2 separate regions of the Sus scrofa genome follow, and region 1 is linked to region 2. The links are chromatin contacts, called in public Hi-C maps. All regions are on one chromosome and are shown on one strand. The core of a region is the stretch at or near the end of the contact, and the rest is flanking DNA. Distances in the headings are between cores, read along the strand shown. Region 1 holds the start of SERPINA1 (serpin family A member 1). Region 2 overlaps LOC100621494 (alpha-1-antiproteinase-like).

The links. A called contact is a pair of places that touch in the nucleus more often than the background predicts.
Region 1: a contact with region 2 is called in a Hi-C map of liver, with 4 times the contacts expected there. The contact joins the promoter of SERPINA1 here to the enhancer-like site in region 2. A contact is called at or near these places in 30 of 47 Hi-C or Micro-C datasets (alveolar macrophages, blood, differentiating spermatogonia and 16 more).

The regions. Positions count from the first base shown.
Region 1 is chr7:115,614,070-115,619,739 of Sscrofa11.1, reverse strand. It overlaps SERPINA1 (serpin family A member 1), which reads left to right and starts at 2,825. Exons shown (of 6, transcript NM_001348942.1): 1 at 2,825-2,893.
Region 2 is chr7:115,577,116-115,582,874 of Sscrofa11.1, reverse strand. LOC100621494 (alpha-1-antiproteinase-like) reads left to right here. Exons shown (of 5, transcript XM_021099664.1): 5 at 1-177. Among named protein-coding and RNA genes, the nearest start is that of SERPINA6, 25 kb to the right of the region's middle. Within about 2 kb of position 3,509, at least 4 of the 83 cell types and tissues checked have an H3K27ac peak or open chromatin away from gene starts, as enhancers often do. A contact at or near this core is called in fetal liver and liver, where this site is marked.

The sequences.
Region 1 (5,670 bases), core at 1,576-4,075, 38 kb before region 2:
GGTGTCTGTAAAGTGAGAGCAGCAAGAGACTCATGAAAACCAAGCAAACAGAGATGTTTAAAGTCAACACAATTGAAGGCAACAAGGTGAATCAAACCACGGCAACCCAAGGTCTGCATTGGGCAAGTCTGAAGAGCCCTGTAGCTCCCTGTTACCTGAGCCACCCACGCAGGGCTTGTGTTTCTGAAAAACAAGTCCCAAAGTCCCCCAGGGTCTTCTGGACATCCAGCCCTCCAGGTGGTGTCTGGAAGGACACTGCCACCCCTGCTCTCTCCCTCTTCCAGACAGACTCACTGACACTGCATCTTGGGACAGAAGAAAAGGAAGATGAGCCTGGGATGTGGTTTCACCGCTAGAAAACAAGTGTGTGCTTTCTGAGATGTCAGCAAGGATTGCTGAAAGGAGAAGAGACCTACCTTAAAGGGACCCTGTTGGCCGAAATGCCACCGACAGGCCACCCAAAAGGAAATACCAATGATAATTAAATGAAAAGTTGAAAGCCTGTAATGGCCATAATAGTCCACATATTCAAAAGGTAAAGTTAAAATGAAGTGTATGGGAAAATGGTGATAATAAAAATTTACTTTTAATATAGGTTAACATTTTTTAACAAGTGGGGGGGGGCACGAGGCCATAGCTGCGTGTTTTATTCCTTCTATTAGTTGTATTGTCACTTACAGTGCATAGCGTTGCCTTCTTTTTCTCTGGTTGAAGAGTGAAACAAGAAGCTGTGAAGGAGTCAAATTGTTCCAGAAAAAGCAAGAACGGAACCACACACAGGAAGCTGCCACAGGTTTGGGTGCAGGAGGAAAGAGGGTCCACCAGGGTGTTGCAATTCGGTAGATTCGCAAGAGGCCAAGAGGAGGCAAACCATTGATGCAAATGCAGTCCCTCTCCTGGAAGAGAAATCCTCGACTGTGTGACTAACCCTACTAATGTCAATGAGTTCTGAGAAGACAGACAAGGTATCACTTAACACCAACAGAGCCGGCCTGGCACCCCTACATTTAAACCTCACGACTACCATATGAGAAAGGGACTCAGCCTGCCCATTTTACAGAGGAGGAAACTGAGGCTCGAGAGCTGAAAGAGGTCCTCCCTTGAATTTAAGTCCCCCTACTCCTGGCTCCAACCACCCCTTACCCAACTCAACCCTCTGTACCTCGCAGGTGCTCAGAAAAATGCTCATTGCCCCTGGCCCTGTGCCCCCAGAAGAAGGGATTAGTGGCCTTTGGGGATGAGCAGAGCTGGAAGCCAAAGAGGTGTCCCCAGACAAAGCTCGTTGCTCCCCAAGTCTTTCTCCTGCTCAGCCCCTGGGAGATCAAATGTGTGTGACACTGACTTGGGGCCCAGCTATGCCTGAGGCCACCCTTAGTCTCCCATGTTATCATCTCACGTCCTTCACAACTCTGGTAGAAGTGACCATTCCTATAGCCTCATCTCCCAGATAAGGAAACGGAGGTCCAGGGAGAGGAAGTACCTAAGACCTCACAGAGAAGCTGTGGAGTGGCGCTTGAACCAGAGCTTAGCCCCAGAGTCCATGCCTTAACAGCTGCCCCACGCTGCGCCCTTAATAAGGGAGCCAGTGCCTTGAGTGTGGGGTTCCCATAATGTGAAAGGGGGATCTGAGTGTGGGGGTACGCGTGCTGGGTCTGTGTGTATTCCTGGGCACGCGGCACAGGCTGACTCCCCCACCCTGCAAGGAACTCTGCCGCGGGTACATCATCCCTGAAGTCCATCGCTCCCTGGACCAGTCGGGGCCTCTGGCCCTTGATCGGCTTGGCCCAGATCCCCTCCCCGTCCCCATCTTCCCACGGCAGACAAGACACGCCTACCCCTCAGCACTCAGGCTTCGCTCCACCCCTCTCCCACCTCTAGGCAGGCCTGGGGAATGGAGGCTGCATCTCCCCAGATGCCCCTTATTCACAGCCAGCCCGCAGCATCTTCTGAAGATATATTCACTTCCAGAGAGTCAGTCCAGATGCTACCATCAACAATTCCAGAAGTAACCAAGTGGCCAGGACTTTCTCCCCCTTGGCTTGTGGTCCGTGTCCGGGAGAATGGCCATGGGGTGTCTCTACCCCAGACATCTGTCCTTACTTAGTCTCCCACATCACCCCACCCCTTCTTCCCAGGCTGTGTCCACAGGAGCTCTCTGCAGCACGAAACACGAGAGGAGTCGGGGATGGGGTAAGGACAGGGGATAAGGGAGGGCTGAGTCAGGAGCCCTGCACTCAGAAGGGACAAGCCCCGAACCTGTGCCCCTCACTCTCTCCCCATGCTCTTTCTTCATTCCTCCTCTAAGTTCCCCCACTGTTCATGACACCTTGTGTCCCTTCTGTTCCCCGCAAGACCTACTGTGACATAAGTTCTGTGATATACCTTCCGCCACACACACACAGACCCATCTTAATCTCCGTGAGGCTCCCCTTGGCATTTCAGAAGCAGCTCAGGCCTCCTCCCTCTACGGGTGGCCCTGGAAATGTGCCAAGATGCTGATGCCAGGCCCTGGGCCAGAAGGTAACACCTGTCATCTCCCTTAATCTTCTCTGCCAGATGCAATCAGTCCGCTTACAGAGGCTCAGAGGAACTGGGTGGTTCATCCTGGGTCACACAGTCAGACCCGCAGGAACAGCGGGTGACACACAGGCCTGCCTGGGCTGGGAAGGGCCATCTGGCATCCCGGCTCTTGGCAGCTTTGTGCAAGGTGGCTTCCTGCCCCAGATCCCCGCCCCTCCCGGACCTGCTGCCACACCACCCAGAGCCGCCTTCCTTCCTCCTGTGCAGGCAAAGCCCAGGCACCGTGCTCCAGGGCACGAGGTCCCAGCACGGCAGCCAGGAGCCCCAGAGGAAGAGGTGTTCACCCCTGCACCACAGGAACCGGGCAGTGAAGGTAGACGGGGTTGAGGGGGTGGGTGGCGGCACCTTCCCATCAGCTCCAGATTGATGGGGGCCAAGCTTGGCAGCAGCCTGGGCACTTGCCTTTGCCCGTTCAGGGTGAGCACTGGGAGGGACAGCCGGCTTGGAGGGAGGCCATTGTACAGATGGGGAGACTGAGGCACGGGGAGGGGAAGGAATGCCCAGGAGGAATGGAGGGCAGGTCTCCAAGCTGTGAGCAGATGTAGAGCCCTCCGGAGATGCCCGTTCAGCCAGCTCACCGGAAAAAGTCAGGGTTTGGAAGCTGGACTGTGGTCTGGGGAGTCGGGAGGGAGGAGAGCTGGGAGCCCTCCCCTCCCAGGGTTCCTTTCTGCTCCCGTATGGGGCGTGGGACATACTCCCCTCACCGAGGTACGGAGTGGACTGAGTGAGGGAGGCCTAGAGGAAGCTCCTGGAGTCCCCCACCACAGCTCCGCCAACCCTGATTGATACTGGGGACCCCCACTGGCGCGGGGCGGCAACCTCACAAAGGGCTTAGTGTGCACACCTGACACTGGACTCTGAGCTCCCCTGAAACAGCTGTATTTCATCCTCACAGCAGCCCAGTGAGGTGGGAACTGTCTCCACCCCCATTTTACAGAAGGGGAAACTGAGGCACAGGAAGGCGACCCAGCTTGCCTGAGATCTCACAGCCCATGAATAGGGCACTGGGTTCCCTGGTCCAAACCTGTGTGCTGTAAGGATCTGCCAGCTATTCGGCTGGCAGAGCCCCACAGCTGGGACCAGGGAAACGAGAGGAGGGACAAAGATGCGATTGTTCACTCGCTCCACAATGTCTACGGAGAGCACGCTACATGCCAAGCAGGTCTGGGGTGGCGGGCACAGTGGGATGCTGTCTGCCTTAAAGGGATCAGAGCCAAGGCCCTATGGCCTCAGCCTTGCACCATCCCACCTCTCCCACCAGTGGCCCCCAGGGCCTGCAGCAGCTCGCAGACAGGGCTACCAGCCCCAGACAAATCCAGGTAGCCCATGGATCGTGTTAATCTGCTGGGAGCCGTGTCCAGTGGAAACAGAAACAGGCCTGAGGCTGCCCTCCTCCCACTCAGACAAGCCTGGACGGCAGGGTTGATTAGAAGGCTGTGCGGACAGAAACAAAGAGCCTAATGTGTGCCAGCTTTATGCAATTTTGTGTATCCTTGACAACCGTGCTGAGAAGGGGGACTGCTAAAGCCCTCCCACGCAGATGAAAATACTCCTGGTTCAGAGAGAGGGAGCAGCTCTCCTGAGGCCGCCCAGCTCTTCTTCATAGATTCACTCTCTGCCCCCTGGCCTGTGCCCATGACCACCTACAGCTGTGTTGGCATCAGTCAGGCCCTGTTTTTTTCCAGGGAAGGTGAGAGTGTTTTTGCTGTCTTTTTGTCTTTTTAGGGCTGCATCTGTGCCACATAGAAGTTCCCAGGCTAGGGGTCGAAACAGAGCTGTAGCCGTCGGCCTGTACCACAGCTCACAGAAACTCTAGATCCTTAACCCACTGAGCAAGGCCAGGGATTGAACTTGCATCCTCATGGAGCTGCAATGGGAATGCCCTTTTTTTTGTAATTATGTTTGATTTACAATGCCAAATCAATTTCTGCTGTGTAGCAAAGTGACCCAGTTGTACATATATATATATATATATATATATATATGTACATTCTTTTCTCATAATATTTTCCATCATGTCAAGAGCAGTTTTGTTTTGTTTTGTTTCACTTTGTTTTGTTTGAGGCTGGCTTGATGACTTTGGATGAGCAGCCTTTCCACCCTAAAGCCTCAATTGTCCCATCTGCCAATTGGACTCCTCATCTACTCTGCCCCCTACACCTGCAGTGGGCATTTCAAGGCAGCTCTCGCCACCAGTGGGAGTGAAGGCTGGCAAAGTCATGCCATCCCAGAGAGAGCCTGAGTCACACACTCGTCACCCACCTCGGATGAAGGATGCTGCTGCGGTTTGTGAGCTGGGCACAAAGACTCCCTTTGGTATGGGAGCAGAGGGCTGCGTGCCGCCCAGAAGGAGCACATCCGTGCAGCGTGGGCAGGCGGCAGTGTCCAGCCAGTGGACTTAGTCCCTGTTTGCTCCTCCGATAACTGGGGCGACCTTGGTTAATATTCACCAGCAGCCTCCCCCGTCAACCCTCTGGGTCCACGGCTTAAATACAGGTGAGGACAGGGCTCTGTCTCCTCAGCCTTGGTCACAAGCCCCGGCCTGGGACAGTGAATCGTAAGTACGCCTTCCACTGGCGAGCACCTCTCCAGAGGCCTCTGGGGCTCTGTGCTGCCGGGACAGGCCCCGGGATGCAGGGAGGATGGAGCGGGTTGGGGCATGATACCTGCAAAGGCGATGAAGGCCAAGGCAAGCAGACTCCCCTAGAGGCACACGAAGATGCCAAGGGAAGCCCACAGTTCTGTTCTGGGCATTTGTGTAGAGGATGGTGGCCCGATGAGCTGCTGAAACTCTGGGCTTGTGGTCCAGTCTAGCTTCCCCACCAGGTCCCTACGTGAGCCTGGGCACCTCAGTGTCCGTCTCAGAGCCTTGTCTTTCTCATCTGTAGACGTGGAAAAAGGTACATACCTGAGCAGGAGGGGAGGTGCTGGGACTTACAGAACAAAAGGGCAGGAAAGACGCAGGAGCTGTGCCGGCAGGAACATGCTCCCTCCTGGGGCCCAGATGCCAGAGCCAGCCCCCCACTTGCACCTGCTTATAAAGGGCCAGTTTAGTTCCTGGCAGGTATTGAGGGAAGACCTGGGAAGGAT
Region 2 (5,759 bases), core at 2,260-4,759:
GCTTAGGTCTCCACGTCGGTCCGGGAGCTCTATATGCCATGGATGGCCAAAACAGAAGGAAAAAAAATGCCATAAACAAAACTGAAGAACGAACTGAGAAATTTTATAACAGATATGACAGAATCATTTTAATTTTACATAACTTTTTAAATTTTTTATTAAAGTATAGTTGATGTATGATGTGTTCATCTCTGCTGCACAGCAAAGTGGCTCAGTTAGACGTGCATGTATCCTCTTTCATATTCTCTTCCCTTACGGCTCATCACAGGATGTGGAATATAGTTGCCTGTGCCAAAGGTAGGATCTTGTTGTTTATCCATCCTGTATATACTAGTTCACCTCTGCTAATTCCAATCTCCCAATCCTTGCCTAGCCCACCCTCACCCCAGCGTGGCAACCCCAAGTCTATTCTCTATATCTGTGAGTTAAAGAACTCTTAAATCTATAAGGAGACAGCAAAAGAGGTCCTGTCATGGCTCAGCAGTTAACGAACCTGCCTGGCATCCATAAGGACGTGGGTTTGATCCCTGGCCTCGCTCAGTGGGTTAAGGATCCGGTGTTGCTGTGAGCTGTGGTGTAGGTCACAGACGCAGCTCGGATCCTGCATTGCTGTGGCTCTGGCGCAGGCCGGCAGCTCCAGCTCCAATTAGACCCCTTGCCTGGGAACCTCCACATGCCGCAGGTGTGGCCCTAAAAAGACAAAAAAAAAATAAATAAATATATATATATATATATATACATATATATATATATATATATAGAGAGAGAGAGAGAGAGAGAGTAATAAATAATAAATAATCCAGTAGGATAATGGGCAAAGGATTTAAGCTGGCAGAAAACAAAAAATAAATAAATAAATACAAATGGCCAATGGAAATACGAAAGAATTTTCAACCCATTCATTATTGTAAAAACACAAATCAGAGTGCTGCTTTTCACCTATTAGACTGGCATAAACATACGAGGTTGACTCATTGCTACTCATCGCTGGTTTACATGCGAGGAAATCAACATTCTTGCACAATAGATGGGGGAGCTTAAGTGTGTGCAACCTCTTTGGAAGATAATTTGGTAACATCTATTAACGTTTCAAAAAAAAAAAAAAGAACAAATTCTGACTCAGGAAGTCCACTCCTGGGAATTTATCCCATGGAAATATTTACAAAGAGGAAATGTTTAAAAATACTATTTGGAGGTTCCCACTATGCTGCAACTGGATGGGTGGCCTCTCACGAGCTCTGGGACACAGGTTCCATCCCTGGCCCAGTAAAGTAGGTTAAGGGGATCCAGCATTACCGCAGCTGTGGCTTAGGTTGCAATTGTGGCTCAGGTCTGATCCCTGATCCTTAAAAAGAAAATTGTTTTCTTTTTAATTACAGCATTGTCTGAAGAGCAAAAATTCCTAAGTGTCTATAAAAATAGAGATTAGTTCTATAAAATGAGGTACATCCCAACAATGGAGTCTCATGCAGCCTTTTTAAAGTATACAGTAGTTTGACACAGGTTGATAGGGAAAGATCTCTAAAAGCAAAAAATATAGCAAAAAAAAAAAAAAATACAGTGTACCTAGTATAGTTTCTTCTGTGAACATACACATTCATTTATCTCACAATTGTTTACTGAGCACCTACCATGTGCCAGGCACTGGCTGTGCAGCTATGAACAAAACAGACAAAGACCCTGCCCACGGGAGCTAAGTGGAGGATGCAGGCAGTAATCTGGGTAAGTCAACACCATGTATAGAATAGGAGAAGGTGATGGGTTCCACAGAAAGAAATCATGTGGGGACAGGGGCTAGGGAATGCTAGGGGCTGAGATACACCCAGCAGAACATCAGGGAAGGCCTCACTGAGAAGGTGACCTCTGAAACCCAAGGCAGATTCGAGAGTAAGGAAGCCATGCAGGTGTCTAAGAGACAGCAACCAGGCAGAGGGAATAGGAGGTGCAAAGGCCCTGGGGCAGGGATGTGTCTGGTGGGTTCAAGGGAAGCATCAAGGAGGCAGTGTGCCTTGAGCACTGAGAGCAGGAGAGAAGAAGAAGCGGCCAGAGAAGTGACTAGAACACCTGGCCTGGGCAGGGGCGTGCGGGGGCGGGGGAGGGGGACTTGTACATGGTACACGGGTGGACTGGCTCTTTTCCTGAGTGACTTGGAGCCCTAAAAGGTATTCAGCAGAGGCTTAAAGTAAATTATATTTTGGCAGAATCACATAAAAATTGGGTGGCAGATCTTACACCGCTTTGTTTTCTTCTTTAGAGTTTTTTGTATTTATTTATTTTTTTTTTTTTTTATTTTTTTGTCTTTTTGTCTTTTTGCTATTTCTTTGGGCCGCTCCCGTGGCATATGGAGGTCCCCAGGCTAGGGGTCCAATCGGAGCTGTAGCCACCGGCCTACGCCAGAGCCACAGCAACGCGGGATCCAAGCCGAGTCTGCAACCTACACCACAGCTCACGGCAACGCCGGATCGTTAACCCACTGAGCAAGGGCAGGGACCGAACCCGCAACCTCATGGTTCCTAGTCGGATTCGTTAACCACTGCGCCACAATGGGAACTCCGAGTTTTCTGTATTTAAAACGTACTAAATATTAATTTAAAAATCAAATGGAAAGGGGTGGTGGCAGGCAGATGCTCAGGAAGGCAATTCTATCCTAGACGGAGCAGCAGGCATTGGGGCTGAAAAAGGACATTCCCCCCACAAACATTTCCTAGAGTCTTAGTTTGTATTACAGGGGAAAGTTTCCTTAGTGAAATGGGTTTTGGAAATCTCTGGATAAAGGTTTTTTGTTTGTTTGTTTGTTTGTCTTTTTAGGGCTGCACCTGCGGCATATGGAAATTCCCAGGTGAGGGGTCAAATGGGAGCTACAGCTGCCAGCCTGTGCCACAGCCACAGCCACGCCAGATATGGGGTGCATCTGCGACCTATACCAAGTTCACGGCAACGCCAGATCCTTAACCCACTGAGCGAGACCAGGAATTGAATTCACATCCTCGTGGATAGCAGCTGGGTTCCCACTGAGCCACAGCAGGAGCTCCTCTGGATAAGTCTTTCCTTTCTAATGTTACCATCCAAGTAGGAGAGAGGCTACAGTGTTGCCCAGACTTAACTGACCAAGGAGCATCCCCCCCTCCGCTTTTTTTTTTTCACAAATCACGGAATACACTTTGCAAAATGCTGCTGTGGGTAAAGAGGCTCCTGAGTCAGGGCAGTGGCAAAAGCATGTTTGCATTTAGTTAACTCAGCCGGGTAGTGGCGGGGGAATTGGTTGGCAGAGCAAGATGAGGTGTTAGGAGAGCCGTTGCCCCTTCTGGACTAAAATGTTCTCGCACCCAGAGATGGCAGTTCCAACACCAGACCACCCAGGCCACCGCCGCTGCAGCAGGGTGGCAATAGCATTGCATACTGCTGCCCGGAAACCAGCCCACCAACCTCCTCCCTGGGCAGTAGCTGAGGGACAGCTGAGGTGCCACAGGCACAGAGGACAAACAGGACTGTCAGCTGGGGAGGAGGTGGCCAGGCGCAGATTACACAAGCCCACATCACCTTGGGCCTGTTAATATTAACTCACTCTCCAGCCTGGGAGAGCATCAGAAATCCCCAAAGTCACTGCCCTGGTAAACGTTTTGCTCAAGTTGTTGGCTAGATCTTCAGCGATAGTCACTTGGCTTTAGACCGTGATCTTGCCAAGTCTCCCCACCCCAGTGTGTAAGTTTAGACCCCTGTGGCTACCTGTGGGGGAACATTCCTACCATAGGACAGGGCAGAACTGGATGGAGGACCAAATGTGAGGAGAAACCCAGGAGGAGCCTCCTGAATCGTCAACCAAAGGCTTTCAGAATAAGTGTCATCTTAAACCATGTCAATATTTGTGCCATCAGAGCTGCTTCTAAGAAGAATGTGTTTTTTCCTGGTAGGCACGCCCTCTCTCTGGAGTCTAGATACATTTTGGATGCCTAGTCATTGCTCACATAAACTAAGCTTATGAACCCAACTAATCATTCTTTCATTCAATTATCTTGCACTGAGTGCCAACCACATGCCAGTCCTCAGTTACACCTTGTGCTAGGTTCCATATAAGCTTGGTGAATTATTTTGAATTACAAACTTACTTGTTAAAATGAAACGAGGGCTTTGTAGAACTCTACTGCCCTCTGGATTATCTTTGGGGTCAATAAGGACAGTGGTACAGGTTGTGCACTGCACCTGGCAGAGATAGTGTTGAGCCTGAAATTCATCACAGCTACACTCGCCAAGTGGTGCACCCTGGCATGTGGTGACATCCATCTGATTAAAAGGTGCTCTTATGGCAGATAATAGGTGATAAAATGAGCATTGTAAAATGCTAATGGAAGAATCTAGGTGGTAGATTTTAAGTGTCCACTATAAAATCCTTTCCACTCTGCTCTGGTTTTTGTTATTTTTTGTTGATTTTTTTTTTTTTTTTTTTGGCTGCTCCCATGGCATACAGAAGTTCCCTGGGCCAAGGATGGAACCCAAGCCACAACAGTGACAAGGAGCATGGCAGTGACAATACTGCATCCTTAACCACTAAGACACCAGGGAACTCCTACTCTATGTTTTTAAACTGTCATAATAAAGTATTGGGATGGGGGTGGAATACCACTGCTCATCAGTCAGGTATGGGCCAAAGAGATGCTGTTATAGGTGGAACTGTGTCCCTTGCAAAATGTATATATTGACATCTAACCCTCAGTAAGTACCTCAGGATGTGACCTCCTTTGGCGATAGGGTCTTTATGGAGGTAATCAACTTAAAATGAGGTCACTGGGCTGGGCCCTAATCCAACATGACAGGTGTCCTTATAGGAAGGGGAAATGTGGACACAGAGACATGAGCAGAGAGAGAACCATATGAAGAAAGAGTGAGAACACCATGCGAGCATGAAGATGGTTAATCTACCCACCAAAGAGAAAGGCCTGGAACAGACCTTCCTCACAGCTCTCGGAGAGAGTCAACCTTGAAAACAGCTTGATTTCAGACTCCCAGCCCCCCGAAACATGAGACGATACATTTCAGTTGTTTAAGGCACCAGTGCGTGGCACTCAGTTATGGCAGCCCTAGCAACCTACTACAGCCACCTTTTCCTAGTCTGCATGGTAGGAGGCACCCTGAGGACTGGCAGTAGCCTGATCACCTCCTTGACTCCAGAGTGGACACAGATATAAAGAGGACTTTGGGTGGTGTTTTACTAGAGAGACTTACTACTGAAGGGTTTGAGGAGCTGGGAACTGACCATGGGCTAATGTTTGCCTTAGGAATAAAAGAGTCAAAAGGAAGAGAAGTCATTGGACATTAGCTGTAAAGGCCAGCTGATGTCCAATAATAGCCAATAATGCAATTATTATTATTATTATTATTATAATACAAATATAATATAAATATAATAATATTTATAATAAATAATAATGTACAGTAATAGCCAGCAAAGATCAGCTAATGTCCAATAATAAGCCAAGAGCTTTTGCCACCATTGGCTTTTGACACCCAGTGCTATTCCACAAATAAAGACACAAGATTGCTTAAAAACCCACAGGAACCCAAAAAATCAGGTATGGCGAAAGAGTGGTTGAATTCTGGGTTCTATTCTTGGCACTAACCATTCACAAGCTATATCATCTTGGGTGAGACACTTGAACTCAACTTTCTCATTCACAAAAGACACAGGTTGTTTGGGGGTGGGTAAGTAAGGTGTGACACATAAAGCTCTAAGCACATAGTAGGTGCTCAAGAAATGGGTGGGG